Linked DNA regions of Capra hircus: region 1 is linked to region 2. A link is a contact called in public Hi-C data. All regions are on one chromosome and are shown on one strand. Each heading gives the region's core, a stretch centred on a gene start, on an enhancer-like site or on the middle of the called end of the contact. The rest is flanking DNA. Distances are from core to core; before and after follow the strand shown.

Region 1 (2,890 bases), core at 277-2,776, 38 kb after region 2:
AATAAGCTGTCTACACTCTAAAATTTTTCCACTGGAGCTGCTCATGTTGCAGGAATCCACCTATTTTTCCTTCCTTCCCTCCCTAGGAACTGCTCTTGGATTTTTCCTTCTTCACTTTTATCCCTCCCATAAGCTAGTCACGGGGCTGGTAGGATCAACTAGAAGCAACACGCCTGTACCTCCTGCAGTTTGGGTGATCTGTGAGCTCTGCCCTCCCCAGCATTGAACTGCACACCACCTACCCTGTACTGTGTGTGTGGTATTTATAGTCAAAGCACTCCTTCACCCGTGTTTCACTTACCAAAAACGGATTGAAAACCACACTCCAGAGGTACTGATGAACCTTTGACCACAGCTGATCATGGTTTCTAACAGAGTCCAAACACACTCAGAGATTAAATACTTCTCTTTCCACTGTTTATTATTAATGTACAAAATATACAAAACCAAAAGAAAAAGAAAATACTCATCCTCAAATCCATTGTGGCTCTAACCCAAGACCCTGCACAAAACCTAACCAATCCACTGTTTTCATAGAAAACAACTGATGCCGAGACGGGTGAAGGAGAGGACTGGGAGAGGACAGGTCATCATCGAATCCACCCAGGAAGGCACCTGGTGGGGATTCAGAGGTGGCTGACAGGGCAAGGGAGCTGGAGGCCTCACACCTACGAGGTTCCAGGTGGGGAGCAGGAGCGCGCTCACTCCCAGAGGCAGTGCATGTAGTGTGACTGTCAGGCCCAGCATGCCAGGCTTCAGTTGATGAAAAGCTGGTCTCACTGTTTAACAGTTTCCAGAAGGAGCTGTAGGCAAGGGTGGACCACCACCATGGCCTCACCTCTGCCAGCTAAAACTTTCACGGGCTGCAGATGTGATTTGCCATCATTGAACCTAGCACACCCAAGGTGCAAACTTGAGTGTCCTCAAAGATTGCAAAAGTCTCACTTGAGAAAAGGACTCAATGTAAAAAAGCCTATGTTCGGGGAGGGGTGGGGATGATGTGTTCCAGAACTCAAATCCAGCCTGATTGAGCCCTCTCACTCAGTGCAGCGGGGTACACGGTACCCCTTTACATCCCCACCCATGGGGAAATGAACGTGGCTGGGAGGATTTCATAAGTGCAGCTGATCCCACGTCAGAGTTCCGTGTGCATGTGGAAAGACCCACAGCAGGAGAGCAGAGGTGTTCTCCAGGATAACCAGCTCTAGGTTCTCAGGCGTGAAGGGCAATACCGGAAAGGGGCTCGGGATACAGGGCAAAACTCCTCAAAGAGTGAAGCCAACTGGGTCTCCTCTTCAGCAGTCCAGGGTACAGAATCTGTCCAGTCTCCCTCCTCCCCAGACTGGAGGAAAATATGTACATTGATGCGCACCAGTGATCAGAAAACCCCCAGAACCCAGGCGTGTGGGCACTGAGGGGCCGGCTCCTCATCAGCTGGGGGAAGGGGAAATGGGCCTCACAGAAGCCATAAGAGAGTGGAAGGAGCAAGGCTGCAGTCCACAGGGCGGGGCGGGCGGGGGCCTAGGGCAGGGGCGGCCCGTTGACGCCCGGGTGGTAGAAGGCACAGTTGTTCTCGTAGCGGCAGTTGCCCTTCATCATGAAATGCCGACACACGGGGCGGTTCGACATGTCTGTGGGGATGAGGATGGGATCGTTAGACAGGAAGGCTCAGAGGCCGGTGCCACTCATCCCCCCAGTCCAAGGAATCCTGAGAGCCATCTTTCAGAGACCTAGTCTTGGGGGCCTGGGAGAAGGGCAAAAGGGGCATGTGGGAACTGGAAGTGAGGTGACCTCGTGTTCTGCCTGACATACCCCCGTAGTGAGGCCTCCCGGACACTTGTACGGGACACCAAGAGCTGCACGTGGGGGACAGGAAGCACACTCACCTCCTCCGTGGCTGTGGCCGCCATCATGCCCTCGGTGGCCCCCTCCTCCATGGCCAGGGCCATCGTGGCCACGGTGCTCGTGAGGGGGTGGCCCGCGGTGGTCGTGACCTCGGTGACCAGGGACATCATGAGGCCGGTGGCCATGGGGCCCCCCGTGTCCAGGGCCTTCATGGGGCCGATGGCCACCACCAGCACCCATTCCTCCACCGGGGCCTTCATGGGGGCGATGTCCACTGCCTCCACCCATGCCACCGCCGGGGCCTTCGTGGGGGCGGTGCCCCCCACCCATGCTACCACCAGGGCCTTCGTGGGGGCGATGTCCACCACCCATGCCACTGCCAGGGCCTTCATGGGGACGATGTCCGCTGCCACTGTTCATGCCGCCACCAGGGCCTTCGTGGGGACGATGTCCACCGCCGCCAACCATGCCCCCACCAGGGCCCCCTCGTCCATTTGGAGGCCCGCCTCCAGAGCGACCTCCTCTGGCCCCCCGGAATGGAGGAGGAGGGGGAGGTGGTTCATTGCCTCCTCGGCCACCTCGGCCTCTATGGTATGGCCCAGGGCCAGGTCCTGGCCCACCCCGCATCGGGCCACCCCGCATAGGGTCACCTGGGCCATCCCAGAAGGGGTCACCCCCCCGGGGAGGGGGTGGGGGACCCAGGAGACGTGGACCCACTGGCCCACCAGGCCCCCCAGGGCCTCCATGGGGACCTGTTAGGAGGGGGAAAAAAAGGGAGAGACAATGTCAGCTACCTGAATTATACCTAGGGACCACCATCTCCCAACCTAAACCACCCCAGGTCTGGTCAGTGCTGTGCTGTTACCAGGCCCAAATCCAGCAGACAAGCCCCTTCCAACCACTTGCTCTCCACCTACCTGGCATGGGCCCCCCAGGTCCAGGGGGGAAGTGCTGCATGCCCTTGGGGGCCCCAGGGCCTCCGGGTGGGAAACCATTGGCTATCGGACCAGGGCCTAAAAGCCCATGTGGCACTGTTGAATAAGGA
Region 2 (2,907 bases), core at 392-2,891:
TACAAAGCAGACAATCTTTATTCACAACTGGGGCGGCAGACGGGAGAGACCCCCGGGTCAGTCCAAAAGCAAAGATATTGGGGAGGTGGGGAGATGGAGTAGGGCAGGGACTCAGCACTCATCCTCGCCCAGCAGGGCATAAGGGTTTCGGGCGGCCAGGCTGGACCCTGGAGCCGAGGTTGGGGTGTCCTCATCCCCTTCCCCCTCCTCATCCGCATCCCGGTCCTCCTCTCCCTCCTCCTCACAGGAGCTGCTCAGCTCTTCCTCTTCCTCCTCCTCCTCGTCACCCGCTGGCCCCACCCTGCCCTGCAAAACCACCAGCTCCATGGTCTCTGGATGGGACTCCCAGGTGCCTGGGGAACCAAAACAGAAAAAGAATGGGGGAGAGTTTTGAGCAAGAAACTAACACCAGGCAAAGATGGGGAAGAGGCAAAGACTAAGAATAACAACCATTTTTATAGCTCCTGGCATTCATTTGTTCACTCATTCATTCACCCTCTCCTGTGCTGGGCACAGAACAGAAGCTTTGTACACATTAACTCCCATCTTGACCACCTCCTTGCCAGGGGCAACTAAGCACCCTGGTTTTGTAGATCGGAAAGTCATCTCAGACTTGCTTAGCCACACAGAGCTGGCCGATGGGGGCAGAATCCAAATCCTCACACAGTGTGGCCACAAAGCCCACACCCTTCTGCCTCTCCTACAGCAGGGGCTGGGGAGGATCACCAGCTGACTGACCTTTCTGCTCATTGTAGCCCGGGGGATGAAAACACAGGCTGAGGCGGCCGTCCAGTGCCAGCCGCAGGAGGCTGTTGGCTGCTCTGTACACATCGTTTCGGGCGGCCTTTGCTGTCTTGTAACCACGTTTCTCTGCCCAGGCTGGAGGGAGAGAAGGATGGGGATGGAAGACCATCAACTCGGCCCAGTCACCATCATCCCACACCCCTAATACAGTCCTTCCAGTTTCTCCCAGAATATTCCAGACCCAAGATCTTGCTGGCCCTGAGACAGGGTCTGTAGGTGACCAGCCAGCTGCCCCATCAGGATGGCAGGACCTCTGAGGAAGGACAGACAGGAAGCAGGGCCAGGGGAGGAAAGCCAGGCACGTGGAGCCCACCTTCACAGATGTCCCAGGCACACCAGGGGTGCTCTGCAGAGGGGTCCTCAGCCTCTGGGTGGCGCAGATGGAGCAGAGCCTGCACAGGGATGCGGGAGGCCAGGTAGCCCACAGCGGTGTACGGCTCCTGGATCTGGGCGATAGGGTAGATCCCCGCCAGGACCTGAGGGGAAGTAAGAGCACTCAGTACCTGCCTCTATCTCTTGCCTTCTCCCCACTGCTGGCCCTCTGCCCTCGTACCTGCAACTGCCTGGGCAGAAGTGAGGGGAATATGAGGCCGGGACAGTCACAGAGCTTCACGGAGGGAGTGAGAAAGTAGGTCTGAAAGTATCGTGTGTGGCCCGGAGTTCTGGAGACACTCACAACCTTCCGGCCTACCAGCCCGTTGATCAGCGAGGACTTGCCCACATTGGGGAAACCTAAGGAAGACAAGGAAAATTAACACTGACAGATCCTCTGTGACAGGTAGGACACGGTGCTGTAGCTATAGATGAACCGGCAACTAAGGTGCAGAAAGAAAGGACAGATGTGGTATAATGTCAAAAGTTACAAACCAGGCTCTGGCCTCCCAGTGCCAGGATCTCCCAGAGGTTTCCTCCACCCCTCTGTGGTCTTACCCTGGGCCTGTCACTTCACACCTTCCAAATCCCACCTACAAGCACCTCTCTCTCTGCCCAACACCTCATTTTTCCAGCTCACTTATTCTGGATCCTCTATTCCAATGAGCCTCTGACCCTGACCAACATGGGCTCATGCCCTCACCTCCCTTCTTACTCAACTTAGATTCCACGGTCCAGCGCAACAGCCAGTCCCTTTCAAGGAGCTTCAACTCCCTGGCCCTGCCTCTCCCCTTCTTCTTAGTCATATGGCAAAACTCCAGCCTTGTAAATGCAACTCTGCCCGGTCAGCAGCTGACTGAGGCCAGGCAAAAATGCACCCTGGTGCTGACTGTGCTCTCTTTACAACACACTCACGCACAGCCGGTCCTTGCTATCCACAGGTACCAACCTCCAGGGAGGCTCATGTCCCTTATATAAAATGAAACAGTACAGTTAGCCCTCCATAGCCATGGGCTCCTTGATTATACCTCCTCTTGAAAGGGGCTGGGGAGACAACTCTCCTTTGACAACTCCATTTTTCTCTCCCCTTTACAGTAAAACTCTCTAAGACTTGTCTATTTTTTGTCACCACCTCTTCACACCATCTTCTTTGTGACCATAAATTATAACACACACACAAAACATGTAAAACATAAACATGTCTGATGAACCCCCACATCACCCACCCCTGAGCACAGAATGACTCACTTCCTCAGAGGCCCCATCCCTTCCTTCTCGATCATAACCCTCTCCCTGTGCTCATGGGAGCCTGATCCTGAGGGGCACCGAATTCTGCCGCTTCACTTTCCTTTCAGTTCTGTGGCCTGTGAATCCTGAACAGTTGGTGCAGTTCAATTCTACAGCTTTGGAGCCTGACACAAATGGGACTGTACAGAATGGATGCTGATGTGTCTAGCTCCTTTCTCATACAACATTACTATGTCGTTCCCCATCCTCTCGTCCGCCACCCTAATCTGGCTTTCTCTTCTCCACCCACTGAAACCGCTGATCTCCATGTTGCCCAACTTGCTGAGCAAGTCTCTGTTCTTACCGCTCTTGACCTGTCAGCGACAGTCAACACGACTGAGCCCTCTCCTCCTCTCCAAACTTTCTTCATTGCCTGTTGGAACACTCTTGATTTCGTTCTCCTTTGCCCAGCCTCTAAACACTAGCCTAGTCTCTTCTCCATCT

What was found. Hi-C and Micro-C count contacts between places; a contact is called where the count stands out from the background.
Region 1: a contact with region 2 is called in a Hi-C map of blood, with 2.6 times the contacts expected there. The contact joins two enhancer-like sites. A contact is called at or near these places in 4 of 5 Hi-C or Micro-C datasets (blood and liver).

What each region holds. Positions count from the first base shown.
Region 1 is chr23:21,600,650-21,603,539 of ARS1.2, forward strand. It overlaps PPP1R10 (serine/threonine-protein phosphatase 1 regulatory subunit 10), which reads right to left. Exons shown (of 20, transcript XM_018038847.1): 18 at 2,763-2,876; 19 at 1,887-2,597; 20 at 396-1,631. The coding sequence ends at 1,522. Among named protein-coding and RNA genes, the nearest start is that of MIR877, 11 kb to the left of the region's middle. Within about 2 kb of position 1,527, at least 1 of the 5 cell types and tissues checked has an H3K27ac peak or open chromatin away from gene starts, as enhancers often do.
Region 2 is chr23:21,562,285-21,565,191 of ARS1.2, forward strand. GNL1 (guanine nucleotide-binding protein-like 1) reads right to left here. Exons shown (of 12, transcript XM_018038844.1): 9 at 1,358-1,536; 10 at 1,118-1,280; 11 at 739-879; 12 at 1-353. The coding sequence ends at 112. Among named protein-coding and RNA genes, the nearest start is that of PRR3, 6.9 kb to the right of the region's middle. Within about 2 kb of position 1,642, at least 2 of the 5 cell types and tissues checked have an H3K27ac peak or open chromatin away from gene starts, as enhancers often do.